Linked DNA regions of Danio rerio: region 2 is linked to region 1. The links are chromatin contacts, called in public Micro-C maps. All regions are on one chromosome and are shown on one strand. The core of a region is the stretch at or near the end of the contact, and the rest is flanking DNA. Distances in the headings are between cores, read along the strand shown.

What was found. Hi-C and Micro-C count contacts between places; a contact is called where the count stands out from the background.
Region 2: a Micro-C map of caudal fin shows a contact between it and region 1, with 4 times the contacts expected there. The contact joins the promoter of mkrn2 here to the promoter of isy1 in region 1. A contact is called at or near these places in 3 of 18 Hi-C or Micro-C datasets (caudal fin, hematopoietic stem cells and an unstated tissue) and 1 of 4 datasets of contacts at active chromatin or transcription factors (embryo).

What each region holds. Positions count from the first base shown.
Region 1 is chr11:523,005-528,056 of GRCz12tu, forward strand. isy1 (ISY1 splicing factor homolog) reads right to left here and starts at 2,153. Exons shown (of 11, transcript NM_001083563.2): 1 at 1,905-2,153; 2 at 451-473; 3 at 313-364. The coding sequence starts at 1,907. It also overlaps a transcript of raf1b not described here.
Region 2 is chr11:587,829-592,880 of GRCz12tu, forward strand. It overlaps mkrn2 (makorin, ring finger protein, 2), which reads right to left and starts at 2,843. Exons shown (of 8, transcript NM_152979.2): 1 at 2,707-2,843; 2 at 2,258-2,386; 3 at 1-69. The coding sequence starts at 2,732. It overlaps mkrn2os.1 (MKRN2 opposite strand, tandem duplicate 1), which reads left to right and starts at 4,053. Exons shown (of 4, transcript NM_001386664.1): 1 at 4,053-4,344. The coding sequence starts at 4,106.

The sequences.
Region 1 (5,052 bases), core at 903-3,402:
AGTGGTTTGTTCTGGAGACAATCCAACACTAATATTGCTGAAGGGGTGAATAATATTGACCTTAACATGGGTTTAAAATTATTAAAAACTGCCTTTATTCTAGCTGAAATAAAACAAATAAGACTTTCTCCAGAAGAACAAATATTAAAGGAAATACTCCTGATTCTGTTCAACATCATCAATATTTAAAAATAAATAAATAAAATTCACAGGAGGGCGAATAATTTTGACTTCAACTGTATATAAGATATAAATATACTCGAGCTATATTTCATCACATCCGTGTTACTGCAGTTCACTGTCCAGACTAACCTTCACTTTTCCCTCCTCCAGCTGAGCTTGACGAAACCTGGCCAAGGCCGTCCTGCAGTACGAAGAGAAGAGCGTTAATGAAAGATTTTACAGATCACACAGCCTGAATATGACAGAAATAGGATTAAAGACACTTACATGGCCTTTTCTGCATTTCGAGCCTGAAAATAAAACAAGAGTGTGTTCAGTATGACTAGACGCATGCTGATATTCAATAATTCAATATATCAGGATGATAAACTAGCACAACATTGACATCATGAGCTCTGTTTATAATCTAAACCTTCAGACTGCTTTTTAAAACCATTCAGATTTTATTTGCAGTGTTCACACAATTAATGAACCCAATTAATGAACTTAATATAGTTCAAACATTTACACGTAATGAAAAACGTATAGATATTTTAGGACTATTATCCATTACCACTCCAATAGATAACGTGTTAATTTAATTAAACACCATGAAAACTACAAAAGCGTTGATTAACCTTAGCTGAAAGTTTCTTAATTAATGCCTAATGACATGTTTAAATAAAATTAAAAAATGATAATTATTTCATTAAGTGTGTTTTTTTAAACTAATAATAACACTCACATTCATTAAATTTATTAACATTTACTCATGTGATTGTATTGTAGCTGACGGTGTTGTCAATTGTACTTTATAATTCTTTTGCAATATAATTTCTATAAATCGTTTCTTTAGACCAGTGGTGTCAAACTTAATTCCAGGAGGGCCGCAGCTCTGCATAGGTTAACTCCAGCTCACAGCTGTTTACTAGTCTCTAGCAGTCTTGACTAGTTGATCAGCTGTGTTTGATTAGGGTTGGAGCAAAACTGTGCAGAGCTGCGGCCCTCCAGGAATCCAGTTTGAGACATACGCTCTGGACTGAACATGGATATACAGCAAAGCAATACACCAAGTGTGTGTTGTTGTTTTTAACACATTTGTATTGTGTATCAGTCCATCTCCGAACATCTCAAACACATTTGGGATTGAATTATGTTAATAAATATGCAATTACTAAATTTAAAAATCTAAATAATTTAGTTTAAATTTTATTAATTTCTTTAATACAGGTCATTCTCAGGTTATGCGTGTATATTATATACGACTTTCTAAAATTCTATAATATAATACGACTTTTCTGTCATTATTGTTTTGCTTTTGTTGTGTTTCAAGCCTAATTTCACATTTTAAAGTCATTCTTAACTTTATAAACGTGATTTAAGGCGTTATAAATGCAGTAATAACATGTTAAACACGTTTTTAACGTCTGGTGTACAATTTCCATATTCACTCGATCATGATCAAACACAACATTCAACAAAATAAAAGTTTAATGACTGTTTTACACAAGAATAACGCTTCAGCTGCAAATAAACCTGTAATCCTAACATAATAAATGGATCTGTACACATCATGAGGGCTCAATCTGGTTGTTTGACCAAGTTCTGTGTAAGCGTTGGACGTTAGCGTTACTGTTCTCTCAAGCTGTGCCTCTCATTATAGCAGATACATTCGTGTTTGGCTTTATCTATAATCTAGTATGATATTAAATTAATAATAAGCCAGGAAAATGTTTCTTTACCATGTTTGAAGTTCAGATCTTCAATCCTGCGTGAACTCAACGCTGAGCGCGCACGACGCACGAGTATGACGCAGTGATCCGTTGTACAACTTCCGGCGCGGCAAGTCGTGACAGAAATAAACAACTATCGAGGATTTGAGGAATATACCGCAGGTAGGTCGGTTTTTTGATTAGACTCATAACATGTAAACAGCACTGCTTTGAAAGACATGCTGGCATGACCGCGAGATCATAACTGACGGTAAAAGTGCTTTTCACGAGGTGAAATGTACCGTCTAGCGGAGAGAGACGCAACTGCACCTCCACATTCAGCCGTCAATCACTAATGATCGTTAATGTCATCAATTCTTATACAAGATGAGTTATTTTATCTGTGTCTGATCTTTTTAATTTTATACTTATAAAAATATATTACAATAATTCTAATTATCATTTAAACTCATTAAATCACTATCAATATTCAATAATTAAGTATATCATGACCATAAACAAGCACAATATTGACATCATGAGCTCAGTTTATAATCTAAACCTTCAGACTGCTTTAAAAATATTCAGATTATTTTTGCAGTGTTCACACAACAGCACAAATGATTGAAGACCTAATTAATTACCTTAATATAGTTCAAACAGTTTCAAGTAAATGAAAACTTCCGAGCATTTATAGGACTATGGTATATTAACACTACTATAGCTAATGTGTTCATTTAACTAAACTAGGCATGGACCGGTATAAGATTCTGACTGTATGATAATCTTGGATAAATATATCACAGTATTGTGATTACTGCTCTAAATTATGCTCTTTTTTAATATCTGGGTAGAAAACAGCTACTTTTCCCCCTTTGAACACAAAATATATTTTTGTAAAAAAAGCATTTAGAATATTTTGTCAGATTTCTTTTAAGAACAGGAGTAAAAATATATATTACAATAATCCTAATTATCATTTAAGCTCATTAAATCATTCTGAACAGTAAAAATGAATGTCTTATTTCTTTCTTTCTTTTAACTAAAGGCGATGGTGTGAAAGTGTGGTGTGAGTTTTGTAGCCTTTTAAGAACAAAATATTTCCGACAAGCTTGGAAAATATAGGGTAAGTTGTTGGTTTTGGATTAGCGGTGTTGTTTGATAACTAATATGCATTTTCACATATTTTTAAAGATTTCTCAGATTTCTAACAGATGATCTGCACATATTTTGCTCTTTCTGCAAACTTTTGTCAGGATAAAATACAGCTTAAAGGGGCTAATAATATTGACCTTAAAATGGTGTTTAAAAAATTAAGAACTGCTTTTATTCTAGCCAAAATAAAACAAAAAAGACTTTCTCCAGAAGAACAAACATTATCAGACACACTGTGAACATTTCCTGAATCTGCTCAACATCATTTGGGAAATATTTAAATCAACAAAAATTTAAAGGGGCGATTAATTCTGACTTTTGACCAAAATAAGGTTTTAATTCCCTTTTATTATTGAATTGCATTATGGGATGTAGAAAATTCAACTCTACAATTTAACAAAGTGACTTTTATTGACATTTTAGTAGTTTAAAATAATATAAGAATTAATAATATGTAGAGAAATAAGTATGTAAAATAGCAGTAAACGTGCTGCAGTTTATTACAAGGTTTCTGTAGCGTAATATACAACACCAACACACACAATAGCACTGCACACTAATGTGCAGAACACACACTTTTATAGGTTAAAAGTTGTTGGAGAAAAGATCAAGATCCCATAATGCAACTCGGAAGCAGAAATAATATATGGGGAAATATAAAAACATGAAGCACAAAATACAGAAAACCGCTAATCTCCAGATATTGTTATGGTGTTTATAGCTGTGAGGAGCTGAAGCATTATACGACACCCCGCTGAATAAGCATTTAACTCTCTAAAGCTAAAAACACACAATCTAGTGGTGTCCGCTTACACTGGAGCTCTGCATATTGATCTGCTGTAATCTGAGAAACCCTCTGCCTTTACTCTCATCTGGCCTCAACACACCAAACATAAAGTTTCAGTGTATATAATCTAAATCAACACGTCCGATCTCAGCTCTCATACTTCTGCATTTGAGTAATGCCTCATCAAATGTGCAGCTTATAGTTTGAATAATTTACAGCTGAAATGACTTGCTGGAGTTAGGGTTCATCAGTCGGCCTGCAGACCAGCTGTTGCGCAGAGCTATAAACTTACGCTCTTCTCTGAATAGATAGCAGTGAACTAAATGGGGAATTCAGTTGGCATCGGCTCTCGGCTTTCAATGGGCTCTTTGGCCTGTTTAATGCAGCTTTATGTGCAAATACAAAAGCAGGTACATTTGCACTGATCTTATGCCGGAATATGCTCATTATTGCCTCCATAACACAAGAACAGAATGAAGACCCTTTTAGCAAAAGAATAACAAAAAAAGTACCTGCTGTTTTTATTATTATTTAAAAAGTTAATGTTATTTTATATATATATTACTATTTGTAAATAATTTTACATTCAATAGTTTCAGTTCAAATTTCTTTTACCTTTGCCATGATGACAGCACATAACATTTTACTAGCTATTTTAAAAATGTAAGAGGTATACAGTATATTACTGTTCAGCTTGAAGTGATATTTAAAGGTTTAACAATTAGGCAATTCAATAAAGAACAGTGATTTGTTCTGTAGCCAGTCAAAAGAATCGCTTTTAAGGGGGCTAATAATATTGAACAGAGATTTTTTTTCAGCCAAACACTTTCTCCAGAATAAAAGTATAATAGGAACAATTTCCTTGCTTGGTTAAAAAAGCACTTCTGAAATAAAAAACATGAATTAAAATTTCACAGAATTTTATCATCAACTATATATATATATACACATAAATAAAAAAATATATAAATAAACACATATATATATATATATATATATATATATATATATATATATATATATATATATATATATATATATATATACATTTTATATGTACAAAAACAAGAGACATGCACCTTTATAACTCCAACTTTTTTTGTTTGTTATTAACCTAATGTAATGTTTTTTTTTATCAAAATATTTATCCCCCAAATGTAAGCTTTTCAAATGTATATCAGTAATTCTATAGTTAAGAAAACCCTTCATGTGTATTTTTTTTAAAACAGCCTTGTT
Region 2 (5,052 bases), core at 1,593-4,092, 66 kb after region 1:
CTGCTGCTTCTGTTACTGTGATCTGCTGGAGCTCCACTGCCACGACCAGGAGGTTTAATATGGTCATATCTGCCACAAACACACACAAAACTGCACTCACCACACACCCTAGAGTCTGGATAATGCGCTACATGCACAGCAAGTGTTCTCCATCCACCGATAAACTTCTGGTGAAGTATTAATGTGAATATTGCCAATTTTAATACGGCTCCTTTTACAGCATGGATGCTGTAATGTAATCAAAATATAATCAGTTGAATAGACTTCAGCAATATTTAGTATTTAGAAAGTAATATTTAATATTTTCAAGTGTAAAACAAGATGAAAAACTGTTTACACACAAGTGCCATCAGGATCAGCAGGCGAGCGCAGAAACTCCACTGAAAATACTGGAGTAAAATAACAGGCTAATAATTTAATAAAATAATTTAAGACATTTTTAAGACTATTATGATCAAACTTTTAGACTTATACAGGGCTAAATGCTGAGTTTTTTTCTGAATATCCCAGTTCAAAAAGATTTTCACCTGCACTATCAAAAAAAAAACTATTAAAATTTGAAACATTTAAGAACACACTAATAATAATAATAATAGTAATTTTGTTTGAATTTTTAAAATTAATTTTCAAATATATCCATTCACAAACCTATAACCCTTACCAAGAAGAAAACAAAACATAGCTGTCAATTACTTCAGTCTACATAATAATATTTAATAATAAAAAATACAGGTCAGGTTGGAATCCTCAGCAGTGAATTAATTGAGAATTTAAGCAAATGTTACAGTAAGCAATTATTCATTCATTTGTTTTCTTTTTAGCTTAGTCCCTATGGAAAGTAACTAATTAGATGCTATTTTTAAATAAAAAGTGAAAAGCTTTACTGAGATAGATTGTCGGTGATTGTATAGGCGTCAATGGCCATATTGGGGAGCTATACATGAACAAAGGAAAAAAGAGACCCGTTCTAAAAATATTTAAGACCTACAACACAACACTTCAGTAGATTTAAGACTTTTTAAGGCCTGAGTTGTATCTTTTGAGATGATATTTTAAGACCCTGAATAAATGTTCATATTTTAAAGAGCGGAACAATGCAAATTAATCCAGTGCATCTTGCACATTCTGAGACTCACTTCATATCATTTATCAATAAAGCAGTGAAGATCAGTGATTTTTAAAGAAATCAGACCTTAAATGTGGTGAGTTTATAAAGGCAGGACAGTTCACAGGAAGCGCCTGAGCTGGCTTATGCAAAATTAAAAGCCCCCCTGGATGTACCCCATTCTTTCTTTTTAATGTCATGAGTTTACTATACAAGTGATTTAGCTGAGCACATCATTGTTTTGCTTAAATTAATTTGCCCTCATAACCAAAGTACCCTGAACACAAAAGAAGATATTTTGAAGAAAGCTGAAAACCACTGACCTCCACAGTAGGAGAAAATGAATACTATGGAAGTCAATGGTTACTGGTTTCCAGCGTATCACCAATATATATAAATATATATATATATATATATATATATATATATATATATATATATATATATATATATATATATATATATATATATGAGCAATTCCGTGCAAATGTCAACCTTGCCATGAAAATTTTTTTCGTTTTTACCAAAATACGGAAACCATTTCTGGGTTTTTTGTGTAAGGAAGTATTTTACAGTACTTTAAAAATACTCAAAAATGCATCTGTCAATGTTTTCAAACTATTCTATTTGATTTACCAAAGTCACACAAATGGTAATTTCACATGCGTCACATCCATAACAGAGAGATTTCACATCCATAACCACACTTTTTCCTCAGAAATGTGAAAATATTAAATAAAATAAAACCAAGCAATTTTGTTTTATAGAAAGCCGACTCTAATCCTTTTGATTAGCATTATTTATTTTGGGTTGTTGGCTTGCTGGATAAGTTGGCGGTTCATTCTGCTGTGGCAACCCGGGATTAATAAAGGGACTAAGCCGACAAGAAAATGAATGAATGAATGATATATATATATATTTGTTATTTAAGAGAAGAAAGATACATATACAGGTTCAAACAAGCACAAGCGAGTAAATGATGACTGAGTTTTCAGTTTAGTGTGAACTAGCCCTGTAAGTTCATCCAGTATTAATAACCACACGCATATGTTCACATAACTGGAGGATGTTTTCGTTTCTTAAGATCCATCAGGAGCTCCAGAAGGCAGATCTAGCTGATTATTGGAGCTATATGTTCGCAGTTTGACTGACCTGCATCTGTCTCCATAAGCACACGCTCCTCTCTGGTAGTATTTGCAGATGGTGGAAGGTTTACTTGTGGTTAAATCATGAGAAAACAGACACCTGCTGCCCTCCCGACACACACCGTGGAGGAAATACCTGCAAACACACACAAAACAACACGGTGTCCTTCATCATCATCATCATCATCGTCGTGACAGATGATCTGACAGACACATGACGAGTGAATGAAAACACTCCTTTCTTTCTGAAACACTGTTTCTCCTGCTGAATGACGGGAAATGAAGCAGAATGCAGGTGAATAATGAGCGAGGTTGCTGATGATCTGCGCTCGCACATGCGTCAGTGCAGATGCACCATTTTCTCTCATGTCAAAGTCAGCGTTAAACATCAACGGCCGCGTTGAACACAGCGATGCTGTAATGCGGGTATACAGACGCGTCGGTGGTTCTCTTTACCTGCACGTCACTTGTTTCGTTGACATGTTTTATCCTGGTCACGAATGGAAGATTTTTTTTACTCTCAAACGCTTCTGTCTCCACGGTTTTGTGCAACCTGAAAATATTACCGGCTACATCACGCCGCCGCCGGTCGTTGATTCCGCCTTCCTGTTATGCCAATCAGCGCGACTCGCTTCCTCAAGTCGGTTCTTTCGAACAGATCTCCAGTTAATTCTCCAAAACTGACCAATGTTTTTTTTTATACATACAGAAAACACAGGAATACAAGTGAAATGTTTATTATGTGAAAGAAAAAATATCTGAACATTAAACTGATGTAAATAGTAATAAATATTACAAATTATTTTATTAATATTGAATTAATATTAAAGGAATTAATATTGGAATTAATATCCAGCGTAATATATATGTAAATATGAAAGAAGACTACACATGTATAACAACACCCAGCCATTTCTTATATTTGCGATATTTTTAAAAGGTATTTATTTGCAAATGTAAAACTAGCTCCTTGGCAAAACTCTTAAATGACTGTTCATGAAGTTTATTTTTTTTATTTTGGAAACCAAATAAAGATGTTCTGAAAATAATTCCCAGGAAATGTTTTAACTGATTCGCTTTAAAGATCCGACTCGAAAGAACAATTCGCGAATCACAAATCGTCTGTTTCGTGTCCATGAAGAACAGTTTGGATGAGCAGCTTTCATTACAGGCATTTAAAATAAATACTCAAGGTATTTTTACCATTCTAAAGGTATATACTCCAAGTACATTTCACATAACTAGAAAAACTGTAATCCAGAGAACTAGACAACGAGCACTGAATACATTATAGCGTGCAATTAAGTGCCTGGAGTTTAGTGATCGCCATTTTACTAATCTATTTCTTTATTTCATTGTTACAGGTTTTATATTTATGGCTCATAGACCGTATTACTGTAGGATCAGGGCTGTTACGCCCTCTGGTGGCCCAGTGTTGAATACAATGACGTCATCTGAAGAATGAGAAAACGAAACTGGTCTGAGACCAGATATTTACAGTCTATGGTCTGAGATCAGCTTCATCGGAGTCTAGAAGAGATACAGCTGCAGATACTCGCATCACAATAGCACTTTTTGTGACAGTCTACAACACTAACTAGTATTATTACATTACTGTGAGGGTTAGGGTAGAGTTAATTATTAATAAAATACAATTTAATGGGTAATTTAATCAATATTATAAATAATTATCGTTATAACTACTGCTTTTACATTACTGTGAGGGTTGGGTTACCCCAGACGTTAATAAAATACATCTAATGGGTAATTAAATAATAGTCTAAATATTTATCGGCAACTTCCGGCCGCGGCTGTATCTCTTCTAACAGCAATCGAGCTCCACAGGTGAACGCAAATGGAGGAAACCGTCATCAAGTACATACATTGTGGAAGAAGCATTTACAGTTTCTCGTGTCCGGACGGCGGATATTCTGAGAGACCTGAAGGAGCCGCTCGTCAGTGTCCGATTTGTCTTCAGATTCTCACTTTCGGGCTTTTAGACGCCCCGGTGTGTGTTCCCTGTCCGCTTAGGAATGGACACCAAGTCTCCTGCGCGTTTCTGATAGGATCTGCGCACGGGCCCTCACATCTGGGGTGAGCTCTTTAGTTTCATTGTCAAATATTTTTTAGGATTATTTTTTCCTGATTTGTTTTTCAAGTAAATGCTGTTCTTTTGAACATTCTGTGTTGTTTATGCACACGGACTTTTAATTGTCAATCAGCCAGCCAAAGCGCTTCCGGCGAACTGCCACTCCCATACAAAATTCACTGCATTTAAGATCTCTGATTTCTTTATTTATGATCTTCAGTGCCTGAGTGATTTAGGATTTATAGTGGGTCTCAGAATGTACAAGAAGAACTAAATTAAATTACAGTGTTCCACATAATGTCTTTATAATGTGGAAGTTTATTTTACAGCAGTAATTTCAGCATTAATGATATTCAGACCTGTATATTGATCATATTATAATGACTTATGAAATATGACCTGACACTGAAGACTGGAGAAATGAGGCAGATCATTCCGTCTTCAGCCACAGAAATAAAGTGCAGCTTTACTCTATAGTATATTATAGACAACTGTTTAATTGTTCATTCATGCTAGAAACATGCTAGCAACTGGCCAAATCATGCACATTTATACTATAAACATGCTAGCAACATGCTAATTCATACTAGAATCATGTTAACAACATGGTAAATCATTTTAGAAACTATCAACTTGCTAAATCATGTTAATCCATACTAGAAATATGCTAGCAACTTGCTAATTCATGCTATATTCATGGTAATAACATGTTA